Linked DNA regions of Lactuca sativa: region 1 is linked to region 2. Evidence: chromatin contacts called from public Hi-C data. All regions are on one chromosome and are shown on one strand. Each heading gives the region's core, a stretch centred on a gene start, on an enhancer-like site or on the middle of the called end of the contact. The rest is flanking DNA. Distances are from core to core; before and after follow the strand shown. Region 1 holds the start of LOC111875888 (inositol-phosphate phosphatase). Region 2 holds the start of LOC111875884 (E3 ubiquitin-protein ligase UPL5).

Region 1 (4,862 bases), core at 1,650-4,149, 210 kb after region 2:
CTAATGAATATACACACACTAAAAAGTTTTATCACTACTTTACTTATCTTTTATTTTGGTTAAATTTGTTTCAATGGTAAAACATGTGCATCATGTGTAGAGTCGAGCAAAAGCATTCAAATAAAAGTTTTTCATGTTTTGAAGGTGTGAGATCTTTATTCAACCATATATTTTTTTTAAAGGTGACAAATTGCCCCATTTTTAATGATTTTTTCCTTTTTTTGCAGATATTTGCAGCCAATCATTATTGGCATACTTGAACCCCAAGATTGATATAACTTTTTATGTGTCAAATGAGTAGTACTTTATTGTGTTTAATTAAATTGATCGATATTTTCGTCACATTTTTTATATGTATACTTTTATGATTATGTTTTTATATGTATACTTTTATGATTATGTGACAGAAAATAATTCATTTCAACTTTATAAGATGATTCGTTGTAATGATTCTTTATGCCATAAGATATGGTATCCTTGTTTCAGTTGGATCAAACACAAGGTGATTGACTATATATATTTTTTATATTAAGCATTGTAGATTTCTAGTAATGTGTTTTGAAATTGGTATATGGTATGGATTCTGATTATGATGGTGTCTTGGCTTCTCTTCATAACAAGCTTCCAGATTCTGACCTTAGCAGTTTTACTACTAAAGACACCGCCCCCCCTAAATCCCAGAGTACGCTGGCGAGTGCCATTTTTTCGTAAAATTGTCCAAGATATGGAAGTTCATCTCGACATTACGGCCTGTCAGAAATCGGTTTTTCAGTGCTTACGTGCACCACATGCCCAAGATTTTCTTCTTGCTATCCCTATAGATGAGATTGGCCAACATATGTCTCTTGTGGAGTATCGTACTATCCTCAAATATCGACTCATGATTCCAATATTCCCAGCTAACGAGATATGTCCGGTGTGTCGCAAGGCATGTTTGGACTTCTTTGGAGATCATGCAGTTCAATATAAAGAACTCCCGGGGTTCAAATACAGGCACGATATGGTCATAGATGTTTTGTTCGATATATTTAAGCGTGCATGAGTTTCTGCTAAGAAAGAGGCACCTGTGAATTTCTTGACTGACCCGACAGAAGGAAGGTCAACCCTTAGACCGGCTGACATTTTGATTTTTGGATGGGTCGGAGGGAAACATGCATGTGTGGACCTTACAGGGGTATCCCCTCTCGTGGGCTTGAGGGCGGGGGGTTTCACGGCAGGACTGGCTGCTTTAAAAGCTGCTACAGGCAAAGTCGACAAACATGAGAAATCGTGCATGGAAAATCAACACGTGTTCATACCATTTGCGTTTGATACGTTTGGTTTCCTCCCACCGGATGCGGTAGAACTTCTTAATAGAGTACAACGGATCATGCATTGCAATTGTATATCCCCTAGTTCTATGAATGTAGTCTTTACAAGATTGAGTATTGCTATACAAAAAGGCGTAGCGGCGCAGCTTGTTGCCCGTTTGCCATCTCACTTGTTGTACGATGATAATTAAATCCAAGTAACTAAGCAAAAAAAAAATCTAAAATGCTAAAAAAAAATTGGGATTATTTATTTTATATATCATTATTAAGATGTATATATTTATTTTAAATTTTACACAATTTAGTTGCTAGGATTTTCTTAAAATTTATAAACGGCACGTTTGTAACACTAGTTGGATTGTGGTTGAGTTACTGTAGCTGGGAATATGCTAGTTCGGACATAGGTATATTCCCTTCCTTAATAAAAGGCAAGAATATACTCTCCCACTTACAAAACAATTAGAACTTTTTAATTTTGAAAAAAGATTATGAACATATTTATCAGCCTAGTTTTATTATTATTATTATTATTATTATTATTATTGTTATTATTATTATTATTACAGTAGTTTTTCCATTAGATTTGAATACGTATAACTTTTGTTATTACTAATAAAAGATAAAAAAAACAAATTTGCATGTATTTCTTTTAGGGTTAACGACAAAAATACCAAAATGGAAAAGTGTAAGATTAGAAAATGACGGATCAAAGCAAATAGATAGATAAACATTAATATGTTTTGGTTATTTTTCAATTAACCACTCGAATCAAAATATCCAACAAACTATTCATCTTTAATAATTTTATTTCTATTATGATTATTTTAACTTGTTATAACATATTATTTTCATGATTTCAATGAAAAAAAATTGATTTATAATATTAAATTATAAAAAGAAATAAAATATAATTAGTTTTTTTATGTTGTCATAAAAATAAAGTGATGAAATTGAAACCAAAACCAATTATTGAATACAATTTTTTTCTTCTTCATAATTTCTGTTTGATCAAGAGAACTTTTGTTACTTTATTATGACCATTATCTAAAAAGCTAACACACACTCTAATAATATAATTACTTTATGATATTATTGATGTATAATTTACTTATAGAATTGGTATTGATTGTGATTATTGCCGTATGGTATATGTTGTTATGCTACTTTTGGGCCACAATATATTTTTATGTACTTCTTAAACACAAATAATACAACACTTTTGTCAATTTTTATATAAACCAACTATATTTTAGTTGTTAAAAGTTTTCTTGATATTATTTATATTCCTCATGTATTTTTAAAAAAAAAAACTAAATAAGTCATGTTATGTTGTGAATCATAACTATACTGTGTAAAAATAATAAATAATCAACAAGATTTTAAATACTCAATAATCAATAGAAAATTTAATTTACATTCTCACAATACTAATATTTTAACTATTTGTTTCAAACACTTTCTAGAGAGTTATATAACAAATAAAATGCTAGATTCTTCTTTAAAAAATAAAAATAAATAAATAAAGTTAATTTAAAAAGAAAACAATTTTAATTTTGACCCACGATACGATTTTTATTGTATATGTACTTGCAATGGAGCCACATTTTCACTCGCACTCGCACTACAATTTCATCACTCATTCTCAACCATTCCGGTGCGTGATCGCCCCATCGTTCCCTCTCCCTCTTAAATTGCTTCGCCGATTTGGACATGGCGGAAAAAGGTACTACGACTCTACTTATTTCTCACACACATTTTTCTATTCTGTGTATTTGTATGCTCATCATGTATGTTGCAATCTATGGTAGTAATTGATTATGAATTGTTTTTTGTACCATCTGTTACAGATTCGCTCGACGAGTTTCTCGATGTCGCAGTTGATGTAGCTAAGAAAGCTGGAGAGGTTAGGTTACACTTGCACTATCAGATCAGTTGCAAATTTCTGTGTTTTTACTTTCTACTGTATTGATTTTGCTTGAATTTAGTTCAACTGTTGAAGTCTCATCTGATTGCGTAATTCATTTGTTTTTCCGGAAATCAGGTTATTCGGAAAGCATTTTACCAGACTAAGCATGTGGAGCATAAAGGATCGGTATCATCTCCATTCTCCAATTTACTTATTCATGTAGCCAAATCTGTGCTCTTTAATGCTGTATTGGTTTAGCGATTGGAGTATCGATTTAGTTTGCAGCAGCGTATTCGTATTTGATTTACATCCGATTTTGTATTTTGGTATCCATATGTTTGTGTGTGAGTGATTTCACTTCATTCGTTTAGTGTGAAAGCTCTATAATCTGTCATGCCGGATTCTTAGCTACTCAAATTGGTTGAATATCTGAATAAATTATTATGCTTTCTATCAAAAGAAGATTGATCTCATATGTTCATCATATGTGACAAATCTTATTAAAGTGTTGAGAGATAGCAAGTTAGTTAATAACAATGATTTGGGAATGTTCTTTGGTGAAAATACCTGTAACTCCATTATGACTTTCCAATATGTAAGCAAATTAGGATTCTTTGAACTTTTCACAACCTTAGTTCTTTAGCTAATCTAGTAGCATCTTCTATTCCTGGTTACTTTGCTCTCAATAATCTTTAATCTCATTGGTAATGCAGGTGGATTTGGTCACAGAAACAGATAAATCTTGTGAAGATCTTATATTTAATCATCTAAAAGATCGTTTCCCAAGCCACAAAGTAAAAGCTAATTCCTTGTACTTTCCAGTCTAATTTAGATTTATTGCTAGAGTTCCTTCCCTTTTTGTAACATTTGTAGTTCTTATTTCTTAATTATTTGTTTATAAATCTTAGTTCATTGGAGAAGAAACCACTGCTGCCAATGGTGTAACTCAGCTGACAGATGAACCAACTTGGATAGTTGATCCTCTTGATGGAACTACCAACTTTGTCCATGGGTACTTTTTTTGAATCTTTAAGAAACATTTTATTCTAAATTTAGTCACTCGAATTGATTTCCAAATAAAACACCATTTCAGGTTCCCCTTTGTGTGTGTTTCTATTGGTCTTACTATTCAAAAGGTCCCCACAGTTGGAGTTGTTTACAACCCAATCATGGATGAGGTAATCCTTTCTATACCAAAATAATTCAAACAAACAATTTTTTTTATCACAACTCCAAATTAAAACATGAATTATTTATTGTGATCACTTATGAGTTTCGAATCCAACTTATAGCTTTTCACTGCTATCAATGGAAAAGGTGCTCACCTTAATGGAAATCCTATCAAAGGTGAGTATATTTTATTTTCTAATTTCTATGTAAATATTCGTAATATGTTTCTTCTCATGGCCTCTAATAATTTCTTGCTTTTTTCCAACACGTTGCAGTTTCTTCTCAATCTGAACTTGTCACATCCCTCCTGGCCACAGAGGTAACTTTTAACATCAATTGGACCATAATACCCTTTTTGTTACACATGCCATGTCCTGTGTTTGGCTTTCATTGTACTGATACTGATGTTGATGTCAATGGGGCAAAATTTTAAATTTTCCCCAATGAAAAAGGTGGGAAAGAACTCATTCTCGATC
Region 2 (4,442 bases), core at 148-2,647:
CTCAAAAAGCTCAATGAAGATCATGTATAGAAGTTTGATTTCATCACTGCCACAAGGGAGGGTGGAGGTGGACTTACTTGGTATTGGTATGATTCCCTCAAACTCTGTCTGATCTTTGATTGCAGCCTTGAGAGGACGCAAGAATGAAGCGAACTCAAGGACATCACTTGGTGAAGGACAGACATCATCTATGGCTTCCACACTGGAAATCAAACCCTCTGTTAGGTTGTTTGCAAGCTCAGCCACATATGGAAGAATGTCCTGAACTGTAATGATTACAGGTTTATTACTGCTGTTATCATAATTCCGAGAGCTTCTTCCAATTCTAAGATACTCCACCATTGATCCTAGACTACTCCGGCAATCTTCATACAAAGGATCTGATCTTCCTGAAACTCTACAGAGCAATTTACAGAACTCTAATGCTATAGGCGCACACTGTGAATATATAGGTCTTGACAGTGTATGTTTACTAGAATTAAGGAGATGTCGAATTGATTCTTGAGCACACTCTTTGTTACCTGCATGAGGCGACATGTAGAGCATCATCAGGGCTGCTGGAGCACATAACGATTGAAATATATTCAGATGAGGCGCCGGTTGATCATCCCCGATATCATACTTGGCAGTCATGTTCAAGAACTCTGTTAACCGCGATTTCACAGACTTCAGACAAAGGCCCTTTTCTCCTTTGCACAACCTGTAAATCGTCGAAACCAAATCATCAATCAACTGCCACGCTTGCGGATGCTCCGTACTCCGCATTCGACCAACCAAATGCAAGCCTGCGTCGTTATTTATCTTACACTCAGCCAAACTATAATCCCACTGAAGCTGCCGTCCTCGATAAATCAACCGCTGCTCGACCATCGGAATTCCGGTGGCGGCCTGGATTTTCTCGTGGATTAATTTGACTTTGTCGTCTGGTTTTCCATGGAGAACTAAGGTTTTGGCTTCGGAGATCATACGAACGAAGAATTGGATACGATCAGGATACCATACGAAGGCGGAGTGTTGGGTGGAACTGGAACTGGAAGTAGAAGCCCTAGTTTGGAAGTGAGGGTGTTGACGAGTGATTTGATCAAGGAAAGGATTACTGGAAGCGGTGGCGGGAGGAGAATTAGGGTTAGGATCATCCTTTCTCATCCTGAAGGCGGGTAAGTCGTAGGAGAGATCGTCGTATTCGTCGTCGTCGTAATCTTCGAACTTGCGTTTGATTCGCTGGTGAAGAAATTCGACGGACGGAGAGTCTGGAGAAGACATTGACGGTTGGCCGGCGGGAAGGGGTTTACCATGAAACCATCAAACAACAACTTATGAGAAAGAGATTTGTATATCGCTTCGCTGGGTTTTACAGAGAGAGATGATGAGATCAACGCGACCCGTCTTTACTTGCTGAGAGTAATCTTACAGTAATTGCCTAAAAGGCATTAATAATTAAACTAAAGGAAATTTGACTGATCTAACCATTTTTTGGTCTATCTTTCACAAAAATAACTTATTTAGATTGATTTTGCCAAAATAACATTTTTATCTAGAATGGATTATTTAGGAAATAATTTCGGACTCCATGTTATCTGAATCGCCCCTCAAATACCTTATGAAATATATTCATTCCAGAGTAACACAGTACATATTCCAAACTTCGAATTTCAAATTCATTTTCGGATTATATTTCGATAAATTCCAGATCTCGAATTACAAGCGCATTCCGATCTCCAACACGCTCTCCAATATTCCAACCCACTCGAAGACACATTTTGAACTCCGACCTAAGATATGGAATATGATCACGATGACCTAGTTGTTTTACGAGCAAGTCATTTACTCTTATATTGTTATGGTTTAATTTTAACATATTTTGTTTTTAGAACTTCATCTGGAATGCAAAGAACAGCTCCGAAATGAACCGGCAACGTTCCAGAGTAGCAATACATGTTGATAGTACATTAAGACCAACCCAACAATAGTTTAGTTGTTTATATTATGTTATTAACTTATTATACATAGAAAATAAGTATTTCAGAACAAAAAAAATGCATTCCTGAATGCTCCAGAATGCTCGGGAACGCGAGAATAATAATAATAATAATAATAATAATAATAATAATAATAATACATTTTATCGAACAATTAAAATCATTGAATAAGGTAATTGTTCTTCGTACACGTTACAAACTATATAAATATTATCGTATACAAATATTATAAGTATATAATATTTGTAGAAAATTTTAATATAAAATTTATCGTTAAACGATAAAATAACATTTTGATAAAGCATACTTATGATAAATGATATAAACAAAATTCATAGTAATCGTAATTACTAAGCCTTGAGTATAAAAAAACGTCAAAATATGACTTCGTATGAAGAAGTTAAGATTTTACAAAGTTTCGCATTCGACACGATAACACGTGTTAACACCACATACTAACCTTAGTCCTTATGTTGAAGACACAGCACACCCATTTATAGGCATGGCGTGCCTTTCTTCTAGCCTCTATAAATGGTGCAGATTTTGCTTCATTTGGTGCTTATTTACTCTCTTTTTTCTCTTAATGCAACATCCCGATTTTTAACCCAAAATTTTCATTTTTATTTAGTTAAATATATCATAGTATAATTACATTAGGCGGAAACATATTACGAATGAACGTGTGTACAATCGAACCTTGCCCTATCACGCATCAATGAGGTACCTGAAAAACATTTATATGCAACTGGGCAAGCATGAAGCTTAATTAGTTCCTCCAAAATACCACATACCACAATACATATACAATGCATACATATTATGGCCTTCAGCATAAACCTGGTCCGCCCTTGGCCTTCAGCACGAAGCCGATCCACCCTTTTTCCTTCAACATAAAGTTGGTCCGCTACTTGACCTTCAGCATAAAGTTGGTCTGCCCGAGTCTATTAGCCTTCACCTTGAGGTTGGGTCGCCTTAAACTCCCTACATAATATTTTAACACATATAAACACTACAACATGTAATAATCCAATACTACATGCAACTAACAGAACTAGCCTAATGACATACTATAGGGAAATTATATGCGAACATACAGAGGATATATCATGGAGCACATAATATAGTGAGAAAACTCACCTAGACAGTTATCATTCTCAGCCACACATTTATTTTGGTTTTTGGATGGATAGAAAGGTAATACACATGTGTAAATCTAACTGGGGTTTCCCATCTAGCTAGCTTAAGGATGGGCTTTTTTGGAGAGCATGTTAACACTCAGTATCACTTACATTTTGGTTTTTGGATGGGAAAGGAGAGTAATACACATGTGTGAATCTAACTGGGGTTTTCCCTCCAGCTAGCTTAAGGATGGGCTCTTTTGGAGAGCATGTTAACACTCAGACTTACTTATATTTTGGTTTTTCGATGGATAGGAGGGTAATACACGTGTGAATCTAACCGGGGTTTCACTCTAGCAAGCTCAAGGATGGGCTTCTTTGGAGAGCATGTTAACACTCAGTCTTACTTACATTTTGGTTTTTGGATGGAAAAGGAGAGTAATACACATGTATGAATCTAACTGGGGGTTCCCCTCCGGCTAGCTTAAGGATGGGCTCCTTAAGAATGCATGTCTAACACTCGATCTAACTTACATTTTGGTTTTTGGATGGATAGGAGGGTAATACACATGTGTGAATCTAACATGGGTTTTCCCTCTAGCTAGCTTAAGGATGGGCTCCTTTGGAGTGCGTGTCTAACACTAAGACTTAGTTGCATTTGGTTTTGGATGAATAGGAGGGTAATACACATGTGTGAATCTAACTTGGGATTCCCCTCTAGCTAGCTTAAGGATGGGCTCCTTTGGTGAGCATGTCTAACAATCAGACTTACTTACACTTTGGTTTTTGGATGGATAGGAGGGTAATACACATGTATGAATCTAACAGGGGTTTTCCCTCTAGCTAGCTTAAGGATGGGCTCCTTTGGAGAGCATGTCTAACACCCAGACTTACTTGCATTTTGGTTTTTAGATGAATAGGAGGATAATACACATGTGTGAATCTAATTGTGGTTTCCCTGTAGCTAGCTTAAGGATGGGCTCCTTTAGAGAGCATATCTAACACTTAAACTTACTTACATTTTGTTTTTGGATGGATAGGAGGGTAATACACATGTGTGAATCTAATTGGGGTTTCCCTTTAGCTAGCTAAAGGATGGGCTCCTTTGGAGAGCATGTCTAACACTCCGACTTACTTACATTTTGGTTTGTGGATGGATAGGAGGGTAATACACATCTATGAATCTAACTGGGGTTTTTCCTCTTGCTGGCTTAAGGATGGGCTCCTTTAGAGAGCATGTCTAACATTCAAACTTACTTACATTTTGGTTTTTGGATGGACAGGAGGGTAATACACATGTGGATCTAACATGGGTTTCCTCTTTAGCTGACTTAAGGAGTGAGAA

Evidence for each region. A called contact is a pair of places that touch in the nucleus more often than the background predicts.
Region 1: a Hi-C map of leaf shows a contact between it and region 2, with 7 times the contacts expected there. The contact joins the promoter of LOC111875888 here to the promoter of LOC111875884 in region 2. A contact is called at or near these places in 2 of 4 Hi-C or Micro-C datasets (both in leaf).

What each region holds. Positions count from the first base shown.
Region 1 is chr4:103,978,240-103,983,101 of Lsat_Salinas_v11, forward strand. It overlaps LOC111875888 (inositol-phosphate phosphatase), which reads left to right and starts at 2,900. Exons shown (of 12, transcript XM_023872416.2): 1 at 2,900-3,033; 2 at 3,158-3,213; 3 at 3,352-3,402; 4 at 3,930-4,010; 5 at 4,125-4,228; 6 at 4,310-4,394; 7 at 4,509-4,563; 8 at 4,662-4,705. The coding sequence starts at 3,021.
Region 2 is chr4:103,764,776-103,769,217 of Lsat_Salinas_v11, forward strand. LOC111875884 (E3 ubiquitin-protein ligase UPL5) reads right to left here and starts at 1,398. Exons shown (of 3, transcript XM_023872412.3): 1 at 1-1,398. The coding sequence starts at 1,263.